Regions from separate parts of the Ovis aries genome. Here region 2 is linked to region 1. Evidence: chromatin contacts called from public Hi-C data. All regions are on one chromosome and are shown on one strand. The core of a region is the stretch at or near the end of the contact, and the rest is flanking DNA. Distances in the headings are between cores, read along the strand shown. Region 1 overlaps ATXN1 (ataxin 1). Region 2 overlaps ATXN1 (ataxin 1).

Region 1 (4,672 bases), core at 603-3,102:
CTGATCGATTACACACCATGCTACTTGCCTGTTAGGGCCCAGCCACCAAAACAGTCATCCTTCCACCCTCTCCACCTCTTCCCAAAGAAATGTTAACCAGCCTCCAGAGTTCAACTCAAATGGTGCTTCCTCCTCCAAGTTTTCCTCATCATCCTACTCAGCACCATTCTTCTGAACTCCCTCTGTGTTAGAATCTACCCCAGTAAGCACAACCCACCCCCTTCTGCTCTGTATTAGTAATTTCAGAGCACGTCTTCTTTCCCCTACTTGACCACAAAGAATATAACCTCCTTCTGGTAGCTCTTACTCACTCTGTGCAGTAGTACAAAAAAAAAAAAAGTACACAGTGAATAAATGAATGAATCATTTCTTCATATAGACCATGCCTATGAACGAGGTAAGTCGTAACTTGCTATAGCTATATCATTGATATGGCTTCCCTGGTGGCCCAGCAGTAAAGAATCCGCCTGCCAATGCAGGAGATGCAGGTTCGATCCCTGGGTTGGGAAGATCCCCCGGAGAAGGAAATGGCAACCCACTTCAGTATTCTTGCCTGGGAAATCCCATGGACTGAGGAGCCTGGTGGGCTACAGTCTATGGGGGTCACAAGGATTCAGGCACAACTTAGCAGGTAAACAACAAAAACATCCTATTGATAAAATAGCTAGAACCTAAAATAACTGTAATCTAGGTTTTATTAAAAAAAAAAACAAAAAACCTAATGACTATAAAAGTACAACATGAAAGATACTGTTTCCCTGCTCACGTTTAGCTATCAGTTGTGAGGACTGTAATGAGGCCATTATTTATGCAACATGTTTAGCTGATACTTATAAGCTTCCTTTAAATGTGATCCTAGGACATGTCAGCTGCTTAAAACTCAAGGTGACTCTGTACTACTTTGTCAGTAATACAATACAAACATTCCTATAACCCTTAATGCACTGTACTATGTACTACAAAAACCTAGATCTCTTCTCAATAAGCTTCACGTACTGACTGAGAGACAGGACTGTTTGCTGCCTGATTTTTTCATAATAAAATTCTTGAGACATTCTCGTTTTAACACATGACTCTTTAAACACTGCAGGTTAAAAAAAAATTGCATATGTATTAACTGCATGTGCAATTAAGCTACTTCCCCAAAAATGTCAGTGTGAGAACTTTCTGCCTAAAATGGATAATACCCCTAAGAGAGAAACTAGCAATAAGACATTGCACCCCTTTCAATGGAGTTGATACTTATAGACCTCATGAGGCTTCCCTCTGCACATAATTATTCTATTTCCTTTTAAAAGACACCTCCCTAACCCACAGCCCATAAAATATAAAGTACCCAGTTCCATATTTTACAAAAGGACAGAACGTGTGTGATAACTTCCCCCCTCCCCTGCCTTGCACCCCAGTAGGACTTTACTGATCCCCCTTCCTGAGTCACCGTACTTCAATCATTCAGGTGTGTGTGTGTGTGCGTTTTCACTCAGACCACAAATAACTTCACTTACGCCTGCAACTCAGCAGTTCATCCTACAGTAGAAAAACAACACACAGGGATCCTGTGTCAGGAATCGAGGCAGACTAACATAAAATCCAGAAAAATAAATAAAAGGCCCTTTGGCTTTCAGGGCTGCAAATGTCCACAGTGTTGGTCCAAAGACCAAGGTACAGGGATATTTACTTACTCCTCGTCACTTATGGTTAAGGAGCAACCATCACCAAACAAGAACGTTACAATCACCCTGTCAAGACAAGTCACATGCTCACAGTGATAGCTTATGTTCATGGATCATAAACTATACACCAGGTTACTATTCTGCCCAGTGTACAAATATTACATCATTCCAACCTCACAGCAGCCCTAGTTCTCATATGATCTCCATCTTACACATGAAGAGACTGTGGCCCAGGAAGGTTACAGGACTGCCCCGGGTCATAGCGGCAGTTCTACATCTTAAATTCAGACAGGCTGGTTCCAGAGCCTCGCGTCCTTATTTTAAATACCATGGAATTTATATAGAACTTAAAAAACTGGACCTTAGAAGCAGGGTGTCAGGGGTGAGGAGCAAGCTCTTTATTTAAAGAAATCTAGTGAATCAGTTTCAAAATGAACATTCTGATAAAGCAAGGATTAGCCTCTTAAATATGAGCTGAAAATCCAAATTTCTGTATGTAAGGTTGGATAAAAGTGGTTGGTGCATCTTATCAGGGAAAGAAACAGAACATGACTTGGGAAGAGCTGCCCAGAGACCACCAGATCCAGCCCACGCCACAGCAGTGGAACGTCAGTGTGACTCCAAGAGACCATTCCGGTTCCTTTGGATTCAGTGGGTCTAGGGTGGAGTCCCGGTTCTATTTTTTTCTTTTTTTTCTAACCTCTCCTGGAGATTCTGGTGTCCCGCCAGGCTCGAGAACCTCTGAACTAGTCTATTTCCACAGCTTGGAGCAGGACTACTCCCAAGGCAAACAGAAAAAGGGGATCGATTTCACAATCTCCTCTGGTTGCGAATACCAGTGTTCCCAAGCCCTTATTGCCCCAATTTCAAACTAACTTCCCCTGCTCTCCTGATTCTAGGCAGGCAGTCTTCCTTTCAACAGAGAACCATGAGTCATCAACCCTGCATCCACCCTGTGTCTGCATGACTCTCCAGGTCAGAAAAATTTACTGTACATGAAGAAAGCAGGAAGTTGTCAAATCCCAAACAGACACCGAGAAATTCAAGATCCAACCAACATGGGTTGCTACCGAACCAACAAGCTATCTCCCTGCACTGCGGTCACACAACAACCACAACCTAAAACATGGAGACAGTGACTTAAGGTAACCGTTTGGTAACAAAACTTGCCCATCAGCTCCAAGCACAGGTGACAATTAAAATGATCAGGCTCAACCCCAGCACACAATAATGAACCATCGGCAAGGCAGAGGCAGACTACATCATTAACCAAATAAATCAAAAAGGAGGATACCTTAATCCAAGTTTAAAAAAAAAAAAAACCTCTGCGATTTCTCAATTTCCCACACAGTAGTTTGCAAAGGCAATTATCTTCAACAGTCTGTAAAGTGCTGAAGTACGACTAGTAGGCGATTTTCCAAGGCCAGACTTTATCCTCAGATAGAAACCAGAGAGCATGGCAAAACTCTTACCTGATGGGTGTCGGACTCCGGACTCCCCCGAAGCAGCCGTGGAGGAGGAGACTGCTGTCCAAAGACGACAGACAAATCTGCAGCTTGAATGGAACAGCTCGGTGATTTGCAGCCAGATCCTCCTGCAGTGGTCCAGGGGGTGCAGAAGAGGAAATCCAAAATGAGAAACAGCATGAATGGCTTTAAAAAATAATAATAATTCCACCTGGAGACACCATGCAGGGAAATCTAAACTTCAAGAACGTCAAATTTTGCATCGTTTTATGAGAATTACACAGGCACCAGCCAGCTCGAAAGGCAGGTCTGGTTTGATTCAACAGGGCTCGGAGGGAGGCCAACACACAAAAAGGTCATCCCTTCAATCAAATTAAAAGCTTGGTCTCTCCATTTGAGCCAGCTACTGTCTATCTTTTCTCTAAGATTCTAACGAATCACCTCATAAACACGTGCTGGTCATCACGGGACTATCAGGTGGAAATGGGCATGGACTGAACAGTAATTGAGCCAAAGTCTAATTTTCATGAGGCATATCTTACTATCAACATGCAACTTTAGGCACAATCATGACACAGAGCAGTTGTTAGCATACCAGTCTAATGGGATAGAAAAAAAGAATCAAATGCAGAAAAAAAATTTAAGTATGCATATACTCACTAGAGTTTCCTCTGAACTTTAAAGGATTTAATTACTGAATGTACATCTACTTGATTTTCATTCTGCCATAACATCTTGAGCATGTTTAAGTAAAGATTACCCACTGTAGGATGAATGAGTGAATGCGTGAATGGATGAATGAAAGAGAATGAATCTATCTTTCATATACCTTTCCATCAGGGAGCCTGGCGCTCATAGTAGTTTTTGTGAGGTAAACACCTATGCATAGAAACGGAAGAAGTTGAGGACTCAATCTGCTAACATACTTTCCTATCTATTCAAAGCATATTTTTAAATACTGGTAGTTCCCAACTGTCCACATTAAATAGAATCAGGAGCACAGTTATTATAAACTAATCCACAAACTCGTCATTGCTGGACTGATTTTTTTTTCAGCCTTTCATTACTGGAGCTGATCTGCATATTTGCTTAGGCTGGTTTTAAATTTAGTTTGGGTTTCCTAAGCCCACGCCAGGTAACAGTAGGAAGGAGAAGGCCCATGATTATATTGGGTGTCAGAAAGAAACTATTCTGGAGCTATGAATATGATCTCCAATGTGAATAATCTGTAAACAGGTAAGTGAGCCAATTAGCCTTGGGTACATGGCAACACATCTCATGATTATTTTCATCCATACACACTCACTATTTTTAAGAGCACAGCCCAGCTGGAAAGGAAAATAATGTCGATTGCTTTCCAACACTTTGCAAAGTAATGAATAGTAGCCAAAGTATTCTTACTTCTAGCTAATCCATTCACGAAGTATTTATTTAAGCATCTTTTGCATGCCAGAGACTGATATGCAGAAGGAAGTTTTCTAGGCCTTGGTTTCCCCATATGTAAACAGTTAAATCTGTGTGCTGTTGTTTAGT
Region 2 (4,672 bases), core at 1,127-3,626, 39 kb before region 1:
TGCTCTAAATATCTGTTAATCAAAAAAATACACAGTGACCAAAAAGACACGATTAATTTAGTAACACTTTAAATGAATTTGGGGTTGATGAATTATCATATCAACCAGCTACGTATATTTGGGAGAAAGCACTGATTTCTGTTAGTGATATTAATTATTAAACCCACACATGAGGCTTTCACTGCATATGGATTTGTGTGCGCATGCTAAGTCACTTCAGCCGTGTCCCACTCTGTGTGATCCTATGGACTGTAGCCCACCAGACTTCTCTGTTCATGAGATTCTCCAGGCAAGAATACTGGAGTGGGTTGCCACGCCCTTCTCCAGGGGATCTTCCCCATTCAGGAATCGAACCCACATCTCTTACGTCTCCTGCACTGGCAGGCAGGGTCTTTACCTGCTAGCGCCACTTGGGGAGCCCATATGGATGGGTAGGTCCTCCTTCATAAAAACTGTGGTCTCCCATGTCCTAAAATCTACAGGTTAGAGACCCCCAGAAAGTAAAGTCTTTATCATGAAATACCATGAACGCCACTGTTTAGGCCCAATCTACATTTCCAACTGTGTTTTTTTGTCCCCTCTTCACCACAGACCCTCTGCCCTACCTCTGGATGTGGTAGACAAGTATTCCTACACTATTGGATTTTGTGCCTAGAGGCCCCCAAGCCACATCTATCGCAAGCCTCTTTTGAGAGAGTTCTTCAGCTCAAACATCTTCAACTCTGTGGAGCCACCTTTGATAACACCTCTATCCCCATGATCAAATGAACAGTTTTCCTTTTATTTGATCGTGGCCCTATGATGACATTTAAACACACTGCAAACAAAGAGACGTGCAAATATCTGACTCTTCCTCTCATCCAAATTTCCAGAGGGTAAGGACAGCATTTATTCATCAGGGTCCTTAGCCCTTTCCTCCACTCTCAGCCTCTGGTAGGTGCTGTCAAATGAATATCAGTACCAGTCTGGTTGGTAATTTTATCCAGGGGAAGTCAGTTTGGCAAATAGCTCTTGCCATTGAAGAAGCCCTATTCTGTGCGTCATAATGGCTGGTCATCTGTAACCTGTAAAACTCCCAACGTCCCACCTCCAAAAGCAAAAGGCAAGTACTGACGCTAGGAACTGGAAAGTCTGAGTCCAGTTTCTGGCTCTCTCACGAAGCGGCTCTGTGACCTTTACGCAAGTCTCATTCTTCTCTAATCCTCCACTTGTTCACTGAATTTCGGTGGGAGGAGGGAGACTAAGCTTCCAGTTCTTACTTGTTGCAATTCTATGACTTGCAAATTCTACAGACCAAGGTTGGCAAACATTTTCTGAAACACACCCAAGAGTAAATATCTCAGACTTTGTGTTGGTTTACAATCCCTTTCTCAACTACTCATCTCAGTTCTGTAGTTATACTGTGGAAGCCTCCATGGACATTAGATAAATGAATGGACATGGCTTGTTCCAATAAAACTTTATTTATAAAAAAAAGTGGCAGCAGGCCAGATATGGGCCATAATCTACCTACCCTTGCTCTGGGCAAATGCCTCCATGCTGCTGGGAAATTCCCAGGGCTTGATCTGAAGTTATAATTCACGGGGTGTTTATTACAAAGTCTCCAAGGGTCTTATAAAGAGTATAATGAGGAGTATAATAAGATATACACCACCACTCTCCACCAGGAACTTGAAAATGGGAAAAAGAGATTGCCAAGTCAGAGGTTTACAGTAAGAACTAGACTTAATGGATAAGAATATATACACACAAAGTCAATGAAGACAGCAAAGTGCCACCCCCACCCCCACCACAGCCCCCTGCTCCAGCCAGTACCTGTGAATTACATTCATAAATTTAAGAAAAGATTGTCTTCCAAAGGTGGCTCATCCAGGGATGAGTATAGTCACTAAAGCAAACGTGAGCAGTGCCAAGTCTGTTGTGGAGAAGAAAGTGGCTTCACTATCTAGACGACCCTGGTGAGATGACTGTGGGTCCCACTAGAAAAACGTCCTTCTCCTGAGACGAAGAGAGCAACAGCTCTTCCCTGTTCTGATTCCAGGCTCACCAAGCAATTACCTAACTCCCTATGAAACATTTCTTAAGGAGACGAAAGTGCTGTAACCCTTACTGCTACCTGAATCGAGAAAGCAAGCAACTTCTCAAAGTGAATCAACAGAATAGCTTCCACTTGTGATTTACATTCCAAAGTAGCTTGACACAGAGCATACGCTGATCTCGGCGCCCGAGGATACATGAGTGACGCGTCTCACTGTGAATTACCACGCCGGCATCAAAGTGCGTGCTCCGATCCAGACGTTAGTTAGCTCTCTGAGTCAGTGTGGCAAGTCCTGGACACAGACCTGAAGCCATCTCCGGGCTGCAGGGCGGAGGGTGGCGAGCGGGTGGAGACCCAGCCAGCCCTCTCCAGCAGCCTGGCTGACACACCACTTCCAGCTCTGCTCACTTTCAACTAATTTCCAAAGTCCTTAGGGGACAACAAAGCCAGAGCACTGGCGGGTGCAGAACAGGGTTTCTGTTTGCCTCCCTATGCGTGTGTACAATGAAAGTCAGCAGCAGCTCTGAGTAAACAACCTAAAAACCAGACTTGAGTCGAAAAGAGCAACAGCCAAGTGTTCATAGTTCTAATGAGTGACTGGCTTGGCTGCCACCATAAGGTGCAAGGAAGTTTCTATAAGGGGTTTTGGGGGGTTTTTTTGCCCTAATATATTGTCTTCATTGGAGTATAGTTACATTACAATGCTGTGTTAGTTTCTGCTGCACGGCAGAGTGAATCATAAACCTCAATTGTGGTGAAGGGTCAGTGATGTCCAGAAAATGCTAGATCTCTGGCCCTACTCAGCTGAAAAACAAGAGCTCAGTCCTGAAGTCGGAGGAGTTTTAGCCATACAAATACGACACTGAATTTTGCCTAATAATAAGCCTGGAGCAAAATGAAAGAGAGGGCTCCAGAAGGTCAGGGCCTGCTTCCCTAAATCATGCCAGGATATCTGAGGCCAAGCGGCCCCAGATCCAGGAGGAAAGGCTGAGCAGAGCAGCTCACCGCAAAGGCGCAGGAGCATGGCGCACCTCCTTTCCTGTTCGCTGTGACACGGCCCAAGTTCCACCTTCTGTTCCAGAACTTCTGACCCACAGGTCATGCTCCGACTCACAGAAGAGCCGACGGAGAGAGCACGTCCCCTAAAAGAACTCTTAACTTTCTCATTTGCAGCGTGTCCTGTTGGCAATGCTGTGTTTGGTGGCACAATCCAACTAGGAATTAACTGTTACACGCTCACTAGTAAATTATCAAAATGTAAACTAACAGCTATAGCCGACACCATCTGAAACTGCCAAGAACTTTCACACTGTGATTCTAGTGGGAAGGACCATGCCCCCAGCCCCCACCCCACTCTGTTTAGTCTTCAGCTAGGTTTGCCCTTGATGACAACGTGCTCACGTATGTGTGTGCATAATGTAGACAAGAAGATGACCGTGCACTTTGGCTTCTGGCTTTTCACTCGGAATTTCCAAGCAGGATTATCCTGGGTGCGGATAATATTGAGCAAGATAAAACTGTAATTTTTCTAAGAATTTCTACTCATCATAATTTTGAAAATCACTTTCCCTGAGCACTATACTTCTTGGAGTGTGTGTGTGTGTGTGTGCGCGCCTGCGCACGTGCGCACGCTCAGTCAGTCATGTCCAACTCGTGTATTAATTTCTCATCACATTTAACATAGTGCCTTGCACACAATGAGTATTCAATAAATATTTGGCGAAAGGCTGACCTCACAATAGCAATTCCCATTAACAGAATTCCGGCCTTTCAAGTGAATTAATGACAGGAACAAAATGCTACATAACAGAAAATGTGACTGTTCTATAGTCCTCTATCTTCCTACATGGAAAACTAAGAAGTTCTTCTATATTAAAAACTCCCTGCTGCTGCTGCTGCTAAGTCGCTTCAGTCGTGACCGACTCTGTGCGACCCCAGAGACGGCAGCCCACCAGGCTGCCCCGTCCCTGGGATTCTCCAGGCAAGAACGCTGGAGTGGGTTGCCATTTCCTTCTCCAGTGCATGAAAGTGAAGTCGCATCAGTCATGCGACCCCATGGAGTGCAGCCCACCAGGCTCCTCCGTCCATGGGATTTTCCAGGCAAGAGTAGTTGGAGTGGGGTGCCATTGCCTTCTCCTAGGAAAGAGCAAAACATGCCTATTTTCCTATGGCCCCTCAAAGCAGAGGATGAAAGAGCAAGTTTACTTCCCTTGTACAGACTGAGAAACCACCTTTTAAATTCATGCTAAACAGCTAAATGGAGCAGCAAACTGTCAAAAACTGTCAAGCGAAATAATTATTGATTGGAGCATTAAAATTAAAAATGAATGTAGGTTAATAGATGAAGATGGCTGGGAGAAAAAGCATATCATTTAAAACTAGAAAAAATCAGACAGTGAATCTGCCAATCAGGCTTGTCGAGCTTACAATGAAACAATTCAAAAAAAAAAAGTAAAATAAAGATCGCAATGAAATAAAAATTAACCACACAACGGCCTTTGTGACAGCCAAGGGTAACTGAGCCAGGTTCTCCTGATGGCTTGCTTCCCTCCCTCAGTGTCAGCTGCTCAGTCGTGTCTGACTCTTTGCAACCACATGGACCGTAGCCCACCAGGCTCCTCTGCCCATGGAATT

What was found. Hi-C and Micro-C count contacts between places; a contact is called where the count stands out from the background.
Region 2: a contact with region 1 is called in a Hi-C map of liver, with 3 times the contacts expected there. The contact joins two enhancer-like sites. A contact is called at or near these places in 6 of 16 Hi-C or Micro-C datasets (blood, liver, omental adipose tissue and 2 more).

Annotation. Positions count from the first base shown.
Region 1 is chr20:39,605,956-39,610,627 of ARS-UI_Ramb_v3.0, reverse strand. It overlaps ATXN1 (ataxin 1), which reads right to left. Exons shown (of 11, transcript XM_060403504.1): 3 at 3,146-3,267. Among named protein-coding and RNA genes, the nearest start is that of ATXN1, 17 kb to the right of the region's middle. Within about 2 kb of position 1,852, at least 20 of the 54 cell types and tissues checked have an H3K27ac peak or open chromatin away from gene starts, as enhancers often do. A contact at or near this core is called in liver, where this site is marked.
Region 2 is chr20:39,645,700-39,650,371 of ARS-UI_Ramb_v3.0, reverse strand. The region is part of intron 3 of ATXN1 (ataxin 1); the gene reads right to left. Among named protein-coding and RNA genes, the nearest start is that of ATXN1, 57 kb to the right of the region's middle. Within about 2 kb of position 2,376, at least 21 of the 54 cell types and tissues checked have an H3K27ac peak or open chromatin away from gene starts, as enhancers often do. A contact at or near this core is called in liver, where this site is marked.